Regions from separate parts of the Xenopus tropicalis genome. Here region 1 is linked to region 2. The links are chromatin contacts, called in public Hi-C maps. All regions are on one chromosome and are shown on one strand. The core of a region is the stretch at or near the end of the contact, and the rest is flanking DNA. Distances in the headings are between cores, read along the strand shown.

Region 1 (4,499 bases), core at 884-3,383, 140 kb after region 2:
ATCTTAGAAAGCAAGTTAACTCTAAGCAGCCTTGCATTTTGTTAGAGTTTTCTTTTGAGTTGTATTTCACCTTACGCGTTTTTTAATAGGGTTTTGTCCTCGATAAACTTTATTTTTTTTTTAAAAAAGTTAACAATAAACGTTAAGTCTTAATTTCTATACCATACATGATCAAGAAACTTACCTGATAATAATTACACTTTTTTGGGGGTTTTCGGTGCAGTGTCCTGAAGTCTATACAGGGATAACCCTCTGAGAGGATATTCCTGTTTTTTCCTTCTCCTTTTTCTGCCATAAAAGGCTAGACTGTCTGATGGGAATGTTAGCGTAAGGAAGACATACCTCCTGCAATCATCATCACGAGGTACAGAATATGTGTAACATAAGAATGCATCATGCATTGGTGGGTGTAGATTCAGGAAAGGCTGTGATTCAACAGAAGAAAGAAACCTATCCTATTCAATTTATTCTTGTTATATGATCCTTTTAAAAGCCATTTAAGGGATATTGTGCAAAAAAAAAAAAAATTGTGCCATTGCATTATACAGAAGAATATACTATACACAGAAGGAATCTGCTTAGAAAAGGAGTTACTAGCACCACCTAACTGTCCCACTTTCTGCAGGCCAGGCTTTGCAGGGGAGCCAACTGCTCTCAGCACGCTGCACTGTAATACAGGACTTTTAATTTATATACTGTATGTCACTCACCTAAATCAACATGAAGTCCCAGAAGTGGCCTAAATGGTTTAGGTACTACAATTGTGGTGTTTCCAAATGTGGTAAAGTAGACCATAAGAAGTGGCAATGAGGCTGCAGTGGGGAGTAGCAATTTGTGGCGCCAGCGAAGGTTCAAAACATCATCAGCGAAACCCAGAAAGATCATACAGCAGATGGCAAGTAAGGAACCAATAAGTGCTACAAACTGAGAGAAGTTGGAGTTGTGTGAGTATGTTTCTGTAAAAATGCAATTGCAAGAAATGAGGACAACAAAAAAAAGGCTACTAAAAAGAATCTAAGAAATTACGGAGAGGAAATTACAAGTAAGTGACAGAAATATGTAAGATGGACTACATAGTTAATGCAGTGGGGAAAGGTGTGGGGGCTACAGAACTGGATGCTACATCACCTCATGATGTGGAAACTCTTTGCATTGCTCTTCCACAAAACAGCTGAGGAAGGGTACAGGAATGAAGAAGAACAGTATGAGAAGAAAAACTGCCCCACTGATAACACCTTGAGACTCCGGGCTGAAAAAAAAACATACATAGGGGGTAAATTAATAAAAACTCCAGTGTTCAGGAACTCATAAATCTGCTTTTTATAATATTTATGGCTTTCACAATACAGCTGTCAAAACTTTTAAGCAGTTTATACATACCGTGTTTTCATATGCATAATACATTTTGTGTTTATAGAAGTGCAGTGAAAGACTTTAGTAGAAGATATATCATAGGGTGCAGGAACATGTAGTCATGGATCATATAACACATATGCAACTATAGCCAAGTCCAAATATAAAAACTTTGTGAAATTATTCTTGAAATCTATGTTGTCACGTTTTTATTCTGAATAAACAAAACCCTATATTATGATTTGTATTTATGTTTTAAGTTTGGGAAATGTTAAAGAAATGTGGCATCAGGCCCAGACTGGCACACTGTGGAAAAAAATGCTTAAGGGGCTGCTGTGTGATGCCATACACAGCCACTATCTATTGGGCTGCTGGGGGACTATTTGGGCCTCCTTGTACTTGAAATGCCAGGGACCATTTTGAATCCCAGTCTGGACCTGTGTGGCATGTACAAATGTTTCGGCACCTTTATATTTGTATGACCCAGTCACCACCACCCCCCCTTCCTGTTGTGGGTATCACAAGCCATTACTTACACCGGCTCCTTGGTCATCTTGTTCATATCGGTGCCGTATAAACGGGCTGCGATAAAGTGCTCCTTAAAAGCCGGAATAAGGGTGGCTGTGGCCAAACCACCTAAAACGGAACCGGCCACATTGAGAAGAAGCGGCACCGCCGGCATGTTTACCAGTGGAATATTCTTCCTGTTTCCTGTCGCACCTCATTGATTCCAACACAGCGGTTCTACAATTACTCCACGTGTTCCTAGAGCTGATTGGTGGGCTCAGAAAAGGGGGCGTGGCGCGATAGATACAGGAACTGCGTTTTACACAGCGTGAAGTCGCTCAGAAGTGACAGCAAGGTGGTTCGTAAGTTTTTGGAGCCTCCCCTAAAGCGAATTGTCAGAAGCTGGATTGACAGCAGTCATAGAGCGCCGCTTCCTGGGCCTAATGTTAATAACACTGTCTTTTCTATACGATTTAAAACAGAGACATTTACAGGTGTAGGAAGTCGGAAAGAGGGGTTTTAATGTAAGAGTTTATTTAGCAGTTGCCTTCTAGTATGTGCAATACTTTCTGGAAAGGAGACATCACTTATAGGTTATGGTTTATGCTGTTGAATATCCTGTACCTGACATTAAAGGGGACCTGTCACCCTAAGAAATAGTTCCAAATGTATTTCTATTGTGTCTGCTCAGCAAAATAAACTTCAAATATACTGTATTCATAATATATAACTTGTGTAAGGACCCATAGGGTTTAGCTCCCCTATGGATTTAAACCCTACCTCTTCACATATCTACACTGTTATTGGTCAAAGCCTTTGTACTTAGGTTTGGTTATGTAACTATACCCTATAGGTTTAGTCAGGTTGACCACACCCCTTGCAGATTGATATAGTATCTAGCAAGAGGTGTGGCTTCCTCTTTGGCTGCCTCTGCTTCTCAGTGCAAAGGACCACTGAGCCTGGGAGCAGACTATAGGCCCCAGAAGCAATTTACCCCAGAGTGACACCATCCACTCTGGTGAAGTCGGTGACAGGGCCCCGTAAATGAGGTTAGCAAGCATAGCAGTTCTGTCATAGCACTTTCTAGGAAAGTAAAATAGTGAGCTCTAGTAAGCAAGGGCAGTTTAATAGCCCCAACAACGGAGAGTTAGTTCTGGGAGTATTCTCCTATCTGGCAATGTTGCCTCAGTGTAGGGCCACGGAGTACAGATAGGTGACAGGTTAGAATAAACCCTGATCCCTACTCACCCGGAGGATTCATTTACTAGAGGTTATCAACATGTAGGACAAGATATCTTACCAGGCTATCTCCACAGGGGTATCAAGCTGAAAGGTGTCCAGACTCTACCAAGAGGTAGAAAGGTGAAAGGTGCCCAGACTCTACCAAGAGGTGGGATAAAATGGTGTACATCCTCTCTTTCTTCCTCAGAGTGTACTGTCAAGTAAAATCTACCTCTGCTTGTTTGTGAGTATGCGATAACCTTGCTTTCCATGTGTCTTGGACAATAAACACAGCTAGAGTGAGCTGTAGTTCAACTACACCCTCAGCTCCATCCAGGTCTCTTCCACCTAAGCGAAGGCCCATCCTGTTAAACAGAGTCGCATGTAACCCATGCTCTCATCTAAATACTAGCCTGGTTTTACTTAAATATAGCCAAAATAGCATTACACTTGTTTTATTCAGTCGATCATAGGAAGTAGGCAGGCACCATTTTGTGGACAATGTTATAAAGGCAAGCTTTGCATCATGCCAAAATCTTTATGTGATAGAATGGAGGACCAGATGTGGATACTTGGCACGCTGACACCAGAGCCTCATGGAACACAATTTTCCAGGTAAGCCAGGGTAGAAAATGCCAAGGGTTTGAAGGGGAGCACTTACAGCACCAGGTTTAGAACCCTGGGTAAGATGGGTTCACAATAGGTTAGGTAGAGGTGGCTGACACCTTGGAAAAAGGTGCCAATATCTGGGAGTGTAGCCAGTTTCTTTTAAAAAAGAAACAGTCCCTTGTCCATGTCTGCTTGTAAGAAGAATGTGAGCAATGGAAAAGGTGTCAAATGGTATGCTGAGTGAGAGTCCCAGTTGATCTTCCAGATCCAATAGAATGCTTTGGAAGACACAGATTTCTGTGAAATCATCATAGTATGTATTACCTCTGAAGAGAAGCCTTTCTTGCATAGGACAAGCAACTCAAGAGCCATGCTGTTAAATTCATGAGATTTGGGTTGAGATGGAGGATGAGACCCTGGGCAAGAACATTTGGCTCCTGCGGACATTGCCATGGTTTGGCTTTACTGACATATACTGTTTGTGAACCATACCTTCTAAAGGCTAATGGTGGGCACAAGGATCAATTTACACCATTCCTGCTTGATCTTCTTGATGCCCCTGAGTAGCAAGGAGAATGCAATGTGGTCATTGGGCATCCACTGTTAGTGCCCAGGGGTCTCTGAAGCAGGCTGTGAAGTGTGGAACCCTGCGATTTTGATGAGAATCCATGAGGCACACCTCTGGTGTACCCCAACACTCAGCAATTTTGAAAAAGAGAACTCTTGCTTTAGAGGCCATTTTCCTCGGTTGAGGCTCTAAAAGGGACATGCCCTTAGATAAGTGTTGGGCCACCAAAGCAGTGCCAACC
Region 2 (4,696 bases), core at 107-2,606:
ACGGCAGCCCTCGTATGCTAATTTGCCTACAAAACGTGCCACATAAAGCATGAGAGAAATTTTGGATGGGTGAGTTATATCCAGAACCTCTCCGGCAAAGTTGAGACGCAAAAAACTAGTGTAAATGCCAGTCAGAGTCCTAGTAGGGTTACCAGGTTTAGTGTAATAGAGAAGGTGTAAAGTGGCACAGGTTAACCAGCAATACGATGGCAAGAAGCAGGCAGCAGATAGCTGACTGTGATGTTCTAGGTTCCGATTCAACATCTCTAACAAGTTCTCAGTCTCCCGTACATCAGCATCTTTGTGGCCCAAGCGCAAATGGAAATACATCTTCTGAAGCTCCATATCCGAAAAGCCACAGATCTCTGCATAACGGCCCACATATTTCCCAGGGATCCGCCTTAGAGCAGATGGACGAGTGGTAACCAATACACTGGCCTAAGGAAGGAGAAAAAAAGGTTATTTTCAAACTGCAGAGGGAACAGTAAGGTAACCCCACACACAAAAATGTAATCAGTGAACAGCCTCTTTGAAATCTTTCAATACCTGCCACTCTGGTTGTCCAGAGGTTAATAGTAAGGCTGCAGCATCCCCTTAATCACTTTGATTTCCTTCTCCTCATGTAACCCACTCAGCCTCCTCCCTCAGGAATTTGCTTTGACTTCAGGCTTGTGGGCATGCTCAGTTGTTCTAAGCTCAGATTACTAAACACGCCCTCCAGTCTAGCAGCCAGTGAAGAGATGGCATTGCTGGTTCCCATTGAAGCTCAGCTCTAGCTGTCTGCTTCAATTTTTTTCTCCTAACTTTCTCTCCTGAGCTCAGCTCAAACAAAGCAGAACTTTTATCAAAAGACAGTTTTGTCTGCGTGAGCCTGTATTCTTGATGAAATGTATGCTGAATAAGGGTCTTTGTGTGTATATGCAGTTTGCAGATTTAAATGTATCTGATTATGTATCAGAGGGAAAATGGCAAATGGCTGAAAGCTGCTATTTGCTTTAGGAAAATGTGATGGTGCTAGCAAACAGAGGGGATCTATGCAGTACAAATGATGCCATTTGGATGGGGGAGACATACCCAACTGATATACATTGTAGGCAAATGTAGGCTTTACATGTCCTTTAATGGTTCAGTAGTATTCAAAATAAGGCCTAAACCCACTCATTAAACTCTTGTTGCTCAGTGTAGACATTTTAAACTATGAAGTGAGAGGAATGTGCTATAATGCACTTGATTTTACAAATCTCAGTGGTCGATACAGCAACACTGAAACATTTTTGCAATCTAAACACTTTACTTCTGAGAACTGGCATCTACTAATTACACAATCTATTAGCAGGCATGGTTAATTGCAACATTTAGTGACTCACTCAGGTTCCACAACACAGAGACTGGTAAAACAGGACAAGCCAGAGGCTACCACTTCCTCTTTTAAAGGCATTTTGTTCACAAATTAAAGGGCCCTTGATTAAGTAAATTAATGCATTTTTACTTAGCCTGCATTATTTCTAGAAACAATAAGTTTTTTTAAGTACCTGCACCTACATATGTGGGTCTTTTGGGGGCAAGTCATGAATATTTAGCCTTATAAAAAGTCTTTATTACACACTTTGATCAGATAGGTTTTGTTAAAATATAGCTGTGCACAGCAGAGCGGATGTAAAACACAGAGCAAAAAAAATGGAATTTCAGCTTTGAATAAAACATTTTTACAGTTACAGTATAGAATCGATCTTCTTTGGAGTTTTAGCTGCTCACTAAATATGCTGCTTATGTTATGCTTTTATAAACAGTGCTTTTTAACCACAACCCTCCAGGATGCATCTGGCCTTTTAAATGATTTTATAGCCCCAGTCTTTTCAGGGGCTTCATAGACTTATTTGTACGACATCATCTTTTAAAAGGAATAGTAAAGCTTTGGCAACTGCCTGCTAGCTAGTATACACGTGTACCATTTAACATTGTCCATATAACCTGAACAGAGCAGTTAAGTCTTATTGGCAGCATGCTTTGCAACCTCCTCTGGCTTATCCACATGTCAAAAACACTTCATACAGATGGCCAGAAAAGCAAGTAAATCACTCATGCACACGTGTCAAGCAAAGGGTAGGAAAAGAAAGACAGCCAGCTGGAAATGGTGCCCCTCCAACTCTCAGGTAATGTTTATTGTAAATACTGCATATTAGATGAGGGATGGTCAATAGGCAGATTTCAAATAATAGCTGATATGCAATTAAAATAGGGAGCTTAATTATATTTTAAGCGTATCTGTCTTTTAAAAACAATCCAGGCTAAGAACACCTAAGGTCTGATTTAGCACTGCAGATGCAACACAGTACAGTAAACTGGGAAATTACAAATTAATGTAAAATTGACGACTGTTTTTCATTTAGTTTTTGATATTAACAGTCTTACACTGCCAATATCATGAATCTGCAATGCAGCTCCCCCTGCTGTTCTGTGCAGCCAGCCACCAGAAGGAACTGATGCAGTAAACATTTCCCAACAGTTCCCTTCTTAGTTCTGTCACTCTGAATCTGACAATAAGCAACACAGCTGAGCAGGAGATGCTTCCTGCAACAGAACCTAATCTTCTGGCAGCAGCATAGCTAGAACAAAAAGGGGCACCATTGTTTATTGTTTAGTTCCCTTTTAATGACCACTGCCAATCAGTTTTGGTCAGTCCACAAGTTAGAAAATGAAAGCAAAGATCTGAGCATCTGGTTCATTACCTACAGTGCTTTGCTAAAGTATTCACCATTTTTCATGTTTTCTTGCCTCACAACCTGGAATTAAAATGGACTGTATTGAGAGTGTGCATCATTTCATTTACAGAACATGCCTACAACTTTGAAGATGTATTTTTTTTATTGGGAAGCAAACAACAAATAGGACAAAATAACAGAAAACTTCCGAGTGCATAACTGTTCACCCCCCCTAAAGTCAGTACTTTGTAGAGCCACCTTCTGCGGCAATTACAGCTGCACGTTGCTTTGGATAAGTCTCTATGAGCTTGCCACATCTTGCTCTGGGATTTTTGCTCCTGCTGCTTACAAATATCCCACAGCATGATGCTGCCACCACCCTGTTTCACTGTGGCGATGGTGTTCTTGGGGTGATGGGATGTGTTGTACGCCAATTCTTTGGAGAGCTCCTTGGTCTTCATGGTGTGATGCCTCTTGCTTAGTGGTGTTAAAGCCCCTGGGGCCTTTCAGAAAGGGTGTATTTATACTGACAGATCATGTGATTTTATATTTATACTGACAGATCATGAGATTGCACACAGGGGGACTTCATTTCAATTATGTGACTTTTAAAGGTAATTGGTTGCACCAGGACTTTTTAGTCACTTCACTAACTTAGACTATTTTGTGCAGATCCATCACATTTAAACATTTAAATTACAGGTTGGAATGTAACAAAACATGAAAAATGCCAAGGGGGGTGAATACTTTAGCAAAGCACTGTATCCCCCAGGCAGCAAACCACCATAGCAGCAAATCCAGCCCCTTCCCCCATTATATCTATTTACTTGGGGGGGACTTTCCTACAAAACCATATAAAATATTTTTCATTCCTGATTAGTATATTTAATACCACAACTTTTTGTTGATTACTTAAATAATTTTTTTTACCCTTGGTTATTATTTCCTTTGCATTGAATCAGTATTTTAGAGACCCTAAAAGTAGCGCAGAGCAATTTTTCATTGTCTCATTAATATTTCTCATTAATTTCCGCCCAGTCACTCCCCCTTACCTCTGGAAGGAGGTACCCCCTCAACAAATTCACCAGTATGGCTGAGGGTGATAAGGGTTCATTGGGATCACTGCAAAGCTCTGTAGAAGCCATTCTGAAGTCCAAATCCATCCACTCCAGGCTGTTTAAAATAAACAGAACCCCAGGCTGTTGGGATAGTGTTGGCAACAGATCACGTAGGTGGACATACTTTTTAGAGATAAGCCGTGAAAAGGACACAGGTGCCTTGATCTCAGAAAGATCTTCGCAGGATAAAGGAATAATGAGCTGAAATTCCTTCCTGCGCCCATGGCACCAATCTAACACCAGCTTTCGTATGAATGTGCTCTTTCCAGTGCCCACAGTACCATACAATACCACATTGCGAACTCGTTGTCCAGAAGATATGGGCTGAAACAGTTGAGTCACTGACACGTTTTGTGAACATGGTGGGCTCTGAAACTGGCTCTGCAAGGTAAACTCAGTGAGAGGACGCAGAGTTTCTTCCAAGCAACTTTCCCTAATAACAGGGTCCACGTGGATGGAATCAAGGGAGAAAGATGGACCAAAGTGTTGCTCCTCACTGGGCAAGCGGCTAAACCAGTCAGACAGGCGCAGTCGGTGCTGCTGAATTGGATCTGGAAGAGAACAGAGATGAGGGGATCAGAGCGAGCGGATCTTCTCCGGATATCCCCCACCTACGGGTGGCCGATATCGGGAGAATCCAGGGTAATTCAATCGTTTGGCCCTAGGGCCAAATGATCGAATTATAACGGCGGGTATAGGAAAAGTCGGTCCGGGGGCCGCATCAACGAGCCGATGTGGTCCCCGATCCGACTAGATTTTCTAACCTGCCCGATTGAGATCTGGCCGATTTCAGGCCAGATATCGGTCAGGCAAGCCCGTCGGGAGTGCCCATACACGGCCCGATTAGCTGCCGAATCGGTCCAAGGGACCGATATC

What was found. Hi-C and Micro-C count contacts between places; a contact is called where the count stands out from the background.
Region 1: a contact with region 2 is called in a Hi-C map of liver, with 3 times the contacts expected there. The contact joins the promoter of dpagt1 here to the enhancer-like site in region 2. A contact is called at or near these places in 4 of 5 Hi-C or Micro-C datasets (gastrula embryo, liver, neurula embryo and 1 more).

The regions. Positions count from the first base shown.
Region 1 is chr7:80,537,351-80,541,849 of UCB_Xtro_10.0, forward strand. dpagt1 (UDP-N-acetylglucosamine--dolichyl-phosphate N-acetylglucosaminephosphotransferase) reads right to left here and starts at 2,134. Exons shown (of 9, transcript XM_031905751.1): 1 at 1,890-2,134; 2 at 1,129-1,249; 3 at 711-924. The coding sequence starts at 2,035.
Region 2 is chr7:80,396,490-80,401,185 of UCB_Xtro_10.0, forward strand. nlrx1 (NLR family member X1) reads right to left here. Exons shown (of 10, transcript XM_031905682.1): 6 at 3,755-4,371; 7 at 1-438. Among named protein-coding and RNA genes, the nearest start is that of nlrx1, 8.5 kb to the right of the region's middle. Within about 2 kb of position 1,357, at least 1 of the 11 cell types and tissues checked has an H3K27ac peak or open chromatin away from gene starts, as enhancers often do. A contact at or near this core is called in liver, where this site is marked.